2 separate regions of the Sus scrofa genome follow, and region 2 is linked to region 1. The links are chromatin contacts, called in public HiChIP or PLAC-seq maps. All regions are on one chromosome and are shown on one strand. The core of a region is the stretch at or near the end of the contact, and the rest is flanking DNA. Distances in the headings are between cores, read along the strand shown. Region 1 holds the start of GPR155 (integral membrane protein GPR155). Region 2 holds the start of WIPF1 (WAS/WASL-interacting protein family member 1).

What was found. HiChIP or PLAC-seq counts read pairs in DNA pulled down with a chosen protein or histone mark.
Region 2: an H3K27ac HiChIP or PLAC-seq map of skeletal muscle shows a contact between it and region 1. The contact joins the promoter of WIPF1 here to the promoter of GPR155 in region 1. A contact is called at or near these places in 2 of 2 datasets of contacts at active chromatin or transcription factors (alveolar macrophages and skeletal muscle).

What each region holds. Positions count from the first base shown.
Region 1 is chr15:80,460,237-80,463,623 of Sscrofa11.1, reverse strand. GPR155 (integral membrane protein GPR155) reads left to right here and starts at 1,533. Exons shown (of 15, transcript XM_013990589.2): 1 at 1,533-1,759.
Region 2 is chr15:80,644,764-80,648,150 of Sscrofa11.1, reverse strand. WIPF1 (WAS/WASL-interacting protein family member 1) reads left to right here and starts at 1,689. Exons shown (of 9, transcript XM_021074985.1): 1 at 1,689-1,841.

The sequences.
Region 1 (3,387 bases), core at 284-2,783:
CTCATCCACTCCATTCAGATATCTCCAAACCACAACTTTGGCTCTGTTCTTTCTCCTCTTGAGCTTCTGTTTTCCCTCTAGGTGTCTACTAGAAATCTCTCCTTGCACATGCTGATACCTTCATGAGCAGTTAGTTCACAGGACAGCGAAGACTTAGACTCACATTCTCTTGCTGGCTGTTCTTAGACCAATGACAATCTTCCCCACTTAAAACGTTTCTTCCTTTCATCTTCAAATAATAGAATGAAAGGAAAGAGTAGAACTTTAGAACTAGTAAGGATGTTAAGAATCTCGCTAGCTCAATTCCTTTTCTTTACTGTAATGGATGAGCAAATACACAGGTTCATTATTTCCTTCCCCTTCTTAGCCTATCAGTATTCCGGGCCCCTCAGTTCTCCTTTTGCAATACCTCTCAGCCTCTTCCATTCTTTCCATTATCATCACCCCAGAGTATATCTTTATTTCCTCTTGTCTTGGTTTTTCCCAAAGTTATGTTTTTCTTGCTTTCAGTCTTTCAACTAATCCTGGGAAAGCTTCCAGACTGCATATCCAAAAATAATGTGATCACTAAGACATGTTCTCATGAAAAAAATATTCACTGGTTTTACTGTGGTCAGAGGATAAAGTCCAAACTCTAAGGCTAACCTAAAGAACCTTCTGGAGGTTCACCCTAACTTACCTTTCCAGGCCTATCTTCCAGTATTCTGCCAAGAGTCAAAGCTCAATAAATATTTATTGAATTAATCTCCAAACTTTCTAAACACAAATTCTTTCAGCTTTGAGATAACAGTCGGGAGGAAAAAAAAAAAAAAAAAAAAGGAGCCAGGTTCAAGGGAAACTAGGAAGGCTGTTAAAAATTAAGAAGATAGAGAACCAGGGTGAAGTGAGAACAGGGTAATTCACAACTTTTCTATAGTTTCAGTTTCTGCTCATTTTTCCACTAATACATTTTCCTCTCAGTATCCTGAGGGATATGCATGTAGTTTCTACCAGAAGAGAAAGACAAGCAGTCAGAGACTGGGTGCTTATTCTAAAACAAGCACAGCGCTAAAGCTTTACAGATATTTTAATCTCTGATTTAGGAAGGTCAAGGTCACACAGCCAGGGAAAGGCAGGATTCTGATCCACTATTCTGACTCTAAGACCCTGCTTTTCAACTGCGCTATAAAAACTACTGGGCTAATCCAGGCAGGAACTGGCGGACCACATGAGCCTGGGATCAGGCGGAGAGACAAGAGGCTTCTGCATCTGATTTTAGGATGAGGAAAATGAAACCGCAAATGCCCCCCGGCGGCCGCCATTTTGCGGGAGTAGAGCAACCGGAAATCCCGCCGCGGGTGTCTAGCTAGTGGGCTGCCCGCAGATGGCGGGGCGGGGCTGCGGACTGTGGGCCTTCGCAGCTCTGCGATCGGGGCGGAGCCTGAGGGCGGGGCCAAGGCCTCGCCGCTCGGAGTCTTGCGGCGGGAGGCGGAGTCTGAAGGTGGGGCAGCGGGGAGCGCGGCTCAAGGGGTTCCCCGAACGGGGCGGGGCCTGAAGGCGGGGCGGGGCGGGGCGGCGCGGGGAGGAGCTGACCGAGTCCCAGCTTACCAGCACCCCGCTAGCTCCGAACGTGACTGAGCTGCTGCAGCCGGCAGCCAGCAGCTGGCAACTCTCGGCTAGGAAGACTGGGGGTGGGAGATGACGGTGATTTCCTCCCTGCTTGGCCCACCTCGAGCATCGACTCCCTTCTCCCGCGGCCCCGGGGCTGCAGACGTCGCAGGTGAGATGGGCCCCCGGGTCGCTGACCTGCCTGGTCCTGGCTCGGCCTTACAGGCCCCTGATGCCCCCGCCTTCGCCCCTCAAGTCGGGGCAGGAGGGCATCGCCCCGCCCTTGGCGCCCAGGCCCGCCATCCGCTGCCTGCGCCTGCCCTCCTCTGCCCCACGGCACTCGCCTTTAGGACATGCGGGGGAAAGAGAGGCTTGTCTCCTTTGGTGACAGAGCTGCCATCCCCCAGTTTGAGGAGCACCTCACTGTACGTGCGTCCACCTTGTCATTCTCAGACTCTTCTCTTTATCCCGAGAGGTGGCCTCAGTGAATGCCATCCAGAGAGGTTCTCCCGAGGTACCTGGAGCCTTGCACCAAATTTCCTCCCTCACCCCTTTTTGGAACATTTCACTCACCATGCGTTGTGGCTCCTGTCCTCTTGGGAAGCGGAGCAACCAACTTTTTTTTTAATCCCAGGCACAGAACCCAGGTTGCCTTCTCACTTCCACTGTTGCCTGCCTAGGCATTGGGTGGCAGCTGTTCTCTCGGCGGCCTGTTTGGTTAAGGACTCTCCACATCCTTATCTTAGAGGGCCAAAGTCTGTCCCTGGCGACCAGGGAAGAGACAGTGATCACTTCTCACCCCGGGTCTCTGAAGAGGACATTTGGTCCGCTGCAGCTAGATGGGAGTGGGTGGATGGTGTGCCCCGCGATGCTGAAGAGTGCTTTCACAGTACCTACCATATGCGCTATTACGCTTTTCCCACGTGTTGGAGGATATTGGATGTCAGAGAAATAGCCTGAGTTTAAAGCTTTCTCTTTGAAACCAACCAAAACCCTCCTCTGCATTTTCACCTAACAGCTGTTGTTTACAGATTCAGTGGTTTTTCCATGTTATCTAAACCAAATATGTGTGGCCAGAAGTGGCCAGTGTAGAGCATTTCTCTGCTCCTGCCCCAGTGAGTAGTTTTTTACTGTGACATGCCAACTTTTTTGTTCTTTAACAAGCCTTGTTTTGAATGAGATGAAAAGGTTGGGTGCACTTTTTTAAAAAAAACTTCCCTTGCTGTGGCTCCTGTTTATTATAAAAGAATGCTTTTATAATACAAAATTAGGATGAGAAACAAAATTAGGATGGAAACAAAATTAGGATGAGATAAAACATTGTAAGTGCTTTTTGGCTATTCTGTCCCTTAATTAGCAGGTATTGCTTTTATAACATCAAAGAACTTCATGGAAAGGGGCAGATTACTTCCCTAAGTTTTTCTCAGTTTTCAACTAACTGAAAGTTAAACCTGGGCATTGCTGTAGCTATTTGACCATCACCTTGAGAGAAATAAAGAGCTCTCCCTTTCCTGCTAACAACTAAAATCAAAATAAATTAAACTGGGGAGTTCCGGTCGTGGCACAGCAGAAACGAATCCGACTGGGAACCATGAGGTTGAAGGTTCGATCCCTGGCCTCGCTCAGTGGGTTAAGGATCCAGTGTTGCCATGAGCTGTGGTATAGGTTGCAGACGCGGCTTGGATCGGGTGTTGCTATGGCTCTGGCATAGGCCAGCAGCGGTAGCTCTCATAAGACCCCCTACCCTGGGAACCTCTATATGCTCCAGGTGTGGCCCTAAAAAGACAAAAAAAGAACAAC
Region 2 (3,387 bases), core at 440-2,939, 180 kb before region 1:
GCTTTATGGGTGATTTAAAACAGGAGACAATTCAGAACACCCTTTATTTTTGGCTTCTGATGATGAAAGTATCAGAAGGAACAAGTATTTTATCTTCCTAATTTTCTTTTGTGTGTACTAATGCAAAATTTACATGGATTTTTGGAAGACATGAGTTCTTATCCCAACCAGTATTTAATCAATTGTTTAAAAGTTGTCAGGAGCTCTACTGGGCTTTGGGGAATTAAAGATAAGTGAAAATTGCTGTTCTACCTGTGTGCTGTTGCTCTGCTCATCTTTAGAGGGATTATCACATTTAATCCTCACAACATTCCTAAAAGGCTAAGAGCTATTGTTATTCCTATTTGACTGAAGCACAAATTGAGGCTTAGAGGGCTGGTAGGAGGCAGCTCCCGGGCTTTTAACTTTCATGACACCTTGTGATAAATGCTTTGGTTTTTTTTCCAAGTCTGGAATAATACGTTGACATATGCAATGGCTTGTCTTCATTTTATGTAAAACATAACATGCATATCACCACGGAAATGGCTGAAAAAGAAAAGCTTACCCAAAGATGGGTTCATTCAGGGACAAAAGTTTGTCATTGAGAAGTTTACCCATGTTACTAAATCTCTTTCCCAGAAGAATTATTGTATCTGTTAAGAGCATGTCAAGGTGCAAAGGTGCACATGGGGACTGGCCTACAAGCAGACAGCCTAAAGTCAAGGATGAAGGGCCTCTTCAAGCTAGGACATCCATTCTGAAGTGCATGTATTCCCACCTGTCCTGCTTTTATTCGAGGGATATACAGCCTTGGTATTTTAACATGAATAAACATGAAAACCATTTTAATGGTTTAACATTTTAACCATGTAATATGATTACATGGTTATTATATCGATCACAATTTGTTGTTCTTTTCAAACACATAGATTCTAACATCTGTGTTGTCTTAGTGTGAGCTTGTGCTTGGATCCTGGAGGTGGCCGCTTTCAGAGCTGGTCAGTAACAGCTCCGGCAATGGCGTAGAACCTCAGGTTTCTCCAACTGTTTGCTGCTGGTGCTACCATATTTGAGGATGTGGGTGGCTGATTAGCTACATCCCTACTAGGAGTGGAACTACTCAGAGAATCCTGCTGGTTCTTGGTGGGGGGACTTGCCTTCTTTCCATAAGACGAGCACTGCTGTCCCCACACAGTGGGCAGAGAGAAAGATGCAGGTGGACCTTGGGTCTTTGTGGGTGCCACTCCATTTTAAAATTCATTTTTTTAAGATGAATTTCAATTTAAGGTGTTTCCAAGCCGGACTCTCTGAGGACAGAGAAGGCCGGGAAAAGTCTTTCCCTCTCTTGGGGTTGCGGGGGGTCGGGTACGGGGGTGGTGATGGCGGTGGTGAAGGGACCCCGACAGCGGGAAGCTGTGGAGTCTTCGGAGGAAAGGGCCCTGGAGCTGGACACCCCTTCCAGTTCCCACCTCTTTGCAAACCCAGGGGAGGGGAAGGAGCGACACAGGAGCCCCAGCTTCCAATCGCCCCATTGCTGCCACGCTCCGTCGAGGCCCTAGGCCGTGGGGCGCAGAGCCTCAGCTCCAGGCAGCGCGGGCGCGGCGCACAGAGAGGAGGCGAAGGGCCGGCAGCGGCCTCGCGGCGCGTCCACATGCGGCGGGGCCGCAGGGGGGGCGGGGGGGACGGGGAGCCGAGGGGGAGGGTTTACATCCCAGCGAAGTTCCCGGATGGTCGCAGCCTCCCGGCGCTGAGCGCTTTTCCTGCCCGGCCGGCTCAGCCCTACGAACCGGGGAGAAGTTTCCCTAAGAAAAATGCCCGGCGCGCCGCAGGGCCCTGGAGCTGCCCGGAGCCGTTGCACGGTAAGGGACGCGCCGCTGCCGCTGCCAAGGGCGCGACCGGGTTCCGGGGACTCAGGGCAGCGCCCGTGGAGACCCTCTAGGCCCCCAGGGACCCCGAGGAGGGCTGGGCTGGGCATCTCGGCTCGGCGCCGGGTGGGCGCGGGCGGGGGCCGCGGGGACGTCGGGGCTGCGTCCGCTGCGGGCGGGGGCGGGCGCGCGGTCTCGGGAGGGGCGGACTCGGGCCCCGCGGCTTGCGCGTCCAGTACCCGCGGGCAGAGAAGGAAGGGGCGGCGGACCGTGAGGGTCCGGACGCGGGCGCCTTCTGGGCTGGGCGCGCCGCTGGGCTCCGCAGATCTCCGGCCACCCGGGGGCTCGGCCCGGCTCCCGGCTTAGGTACCCACGGCAGGGGCTTCGCTGCGATGCGCTGGGGCCGCGTCTACCCCACCCATGACAGGCGAATGGAGACTTTAGGGCACCCCGAGGCCAGTTTCTGCCAGGGAGCTGCCTCTGCTTCTTCTCAGGGGAGTTGTGCCCATCCCGCAACGCGGCTTCCCAGACTCGCCTCCCGCCGGGTGCCCCAGGCTGAGCCTCGCGCTGCGGGCAGTGTAGACGCTTGCGTTAGATGTGTGCGGTGACCTTAAAGGACGTCCAGTCCCCGTCAGCTCTTTTCCCCCCAGGGCCTCTCCGGAACTTTCGGAACGGCTTCACTTCAGTCTCACTCCCTCTACTTTTTCTGTTAACATATTTTTTTTTTCTTCTTTTTTTAAAGTACTGTTAGAGAAAGTTGCAAGCGTAAGAGAAACCAGCTGACCCAATCCGGGCGACCCAAATCTTCAACTCGTGGTTAGACTTTGGACTCCTGGAGCTTAACAAAGGGTGTGTCTGTGAGGAACCGAGCCTGGCCAGGTCCTCTGGTCCTGCTTAATCCCAGAGGAATACATATTCCTTCCTGGGCCACGGGCTGCTGACTTTATCTCAGTTCTCTGGGAAGCCTCTCAAGTTGTCAGCAGTGACTGGGTGGACTTGGTCCCATTTTGTGAAAATTGTGTGACACCGTTGTCCCCTGAATAGTCACTGGATTCCACCCCCAATCACTGGCCGAGTGTAGTCCCAGACTTTAGGCGGTGCAGCCGCGGAGCCGCTGGACCGAATCCCACCCTGGGTGGGTTTTCTTTTGCCAGTTTCCCAAGGCAATTCCAAAACAATACTGTAGCTTCATTTTGAGTCGTTGGCATATTTTTCCTCCTCAGAAAAAGCCTTTTTCTGTTAACGGTTAAAATAACTCCAAAGAGTTTTCATTTTCAGTTTTTATGAAATACCCTTGGACTTCTGGAGGTGAGAAAATCAGCATAGGCCATTGGCATTTGCATCTTAATTCCTCTTTACAGTGCTCACAAGACTGCTTTCTCCTCTTGTGTATCTTGACTCATCTGTCATCTTCACAGGGCTGAGTCTCAGGGACCAAATCCCCAGCTACCTGTAGCAGCCCATTACCCGTTGAGTGGAATTGTGCAGACTGGACTTTGCAGTGGTTATTAGACTATTCTAGTAACCTCATCATCTTTTT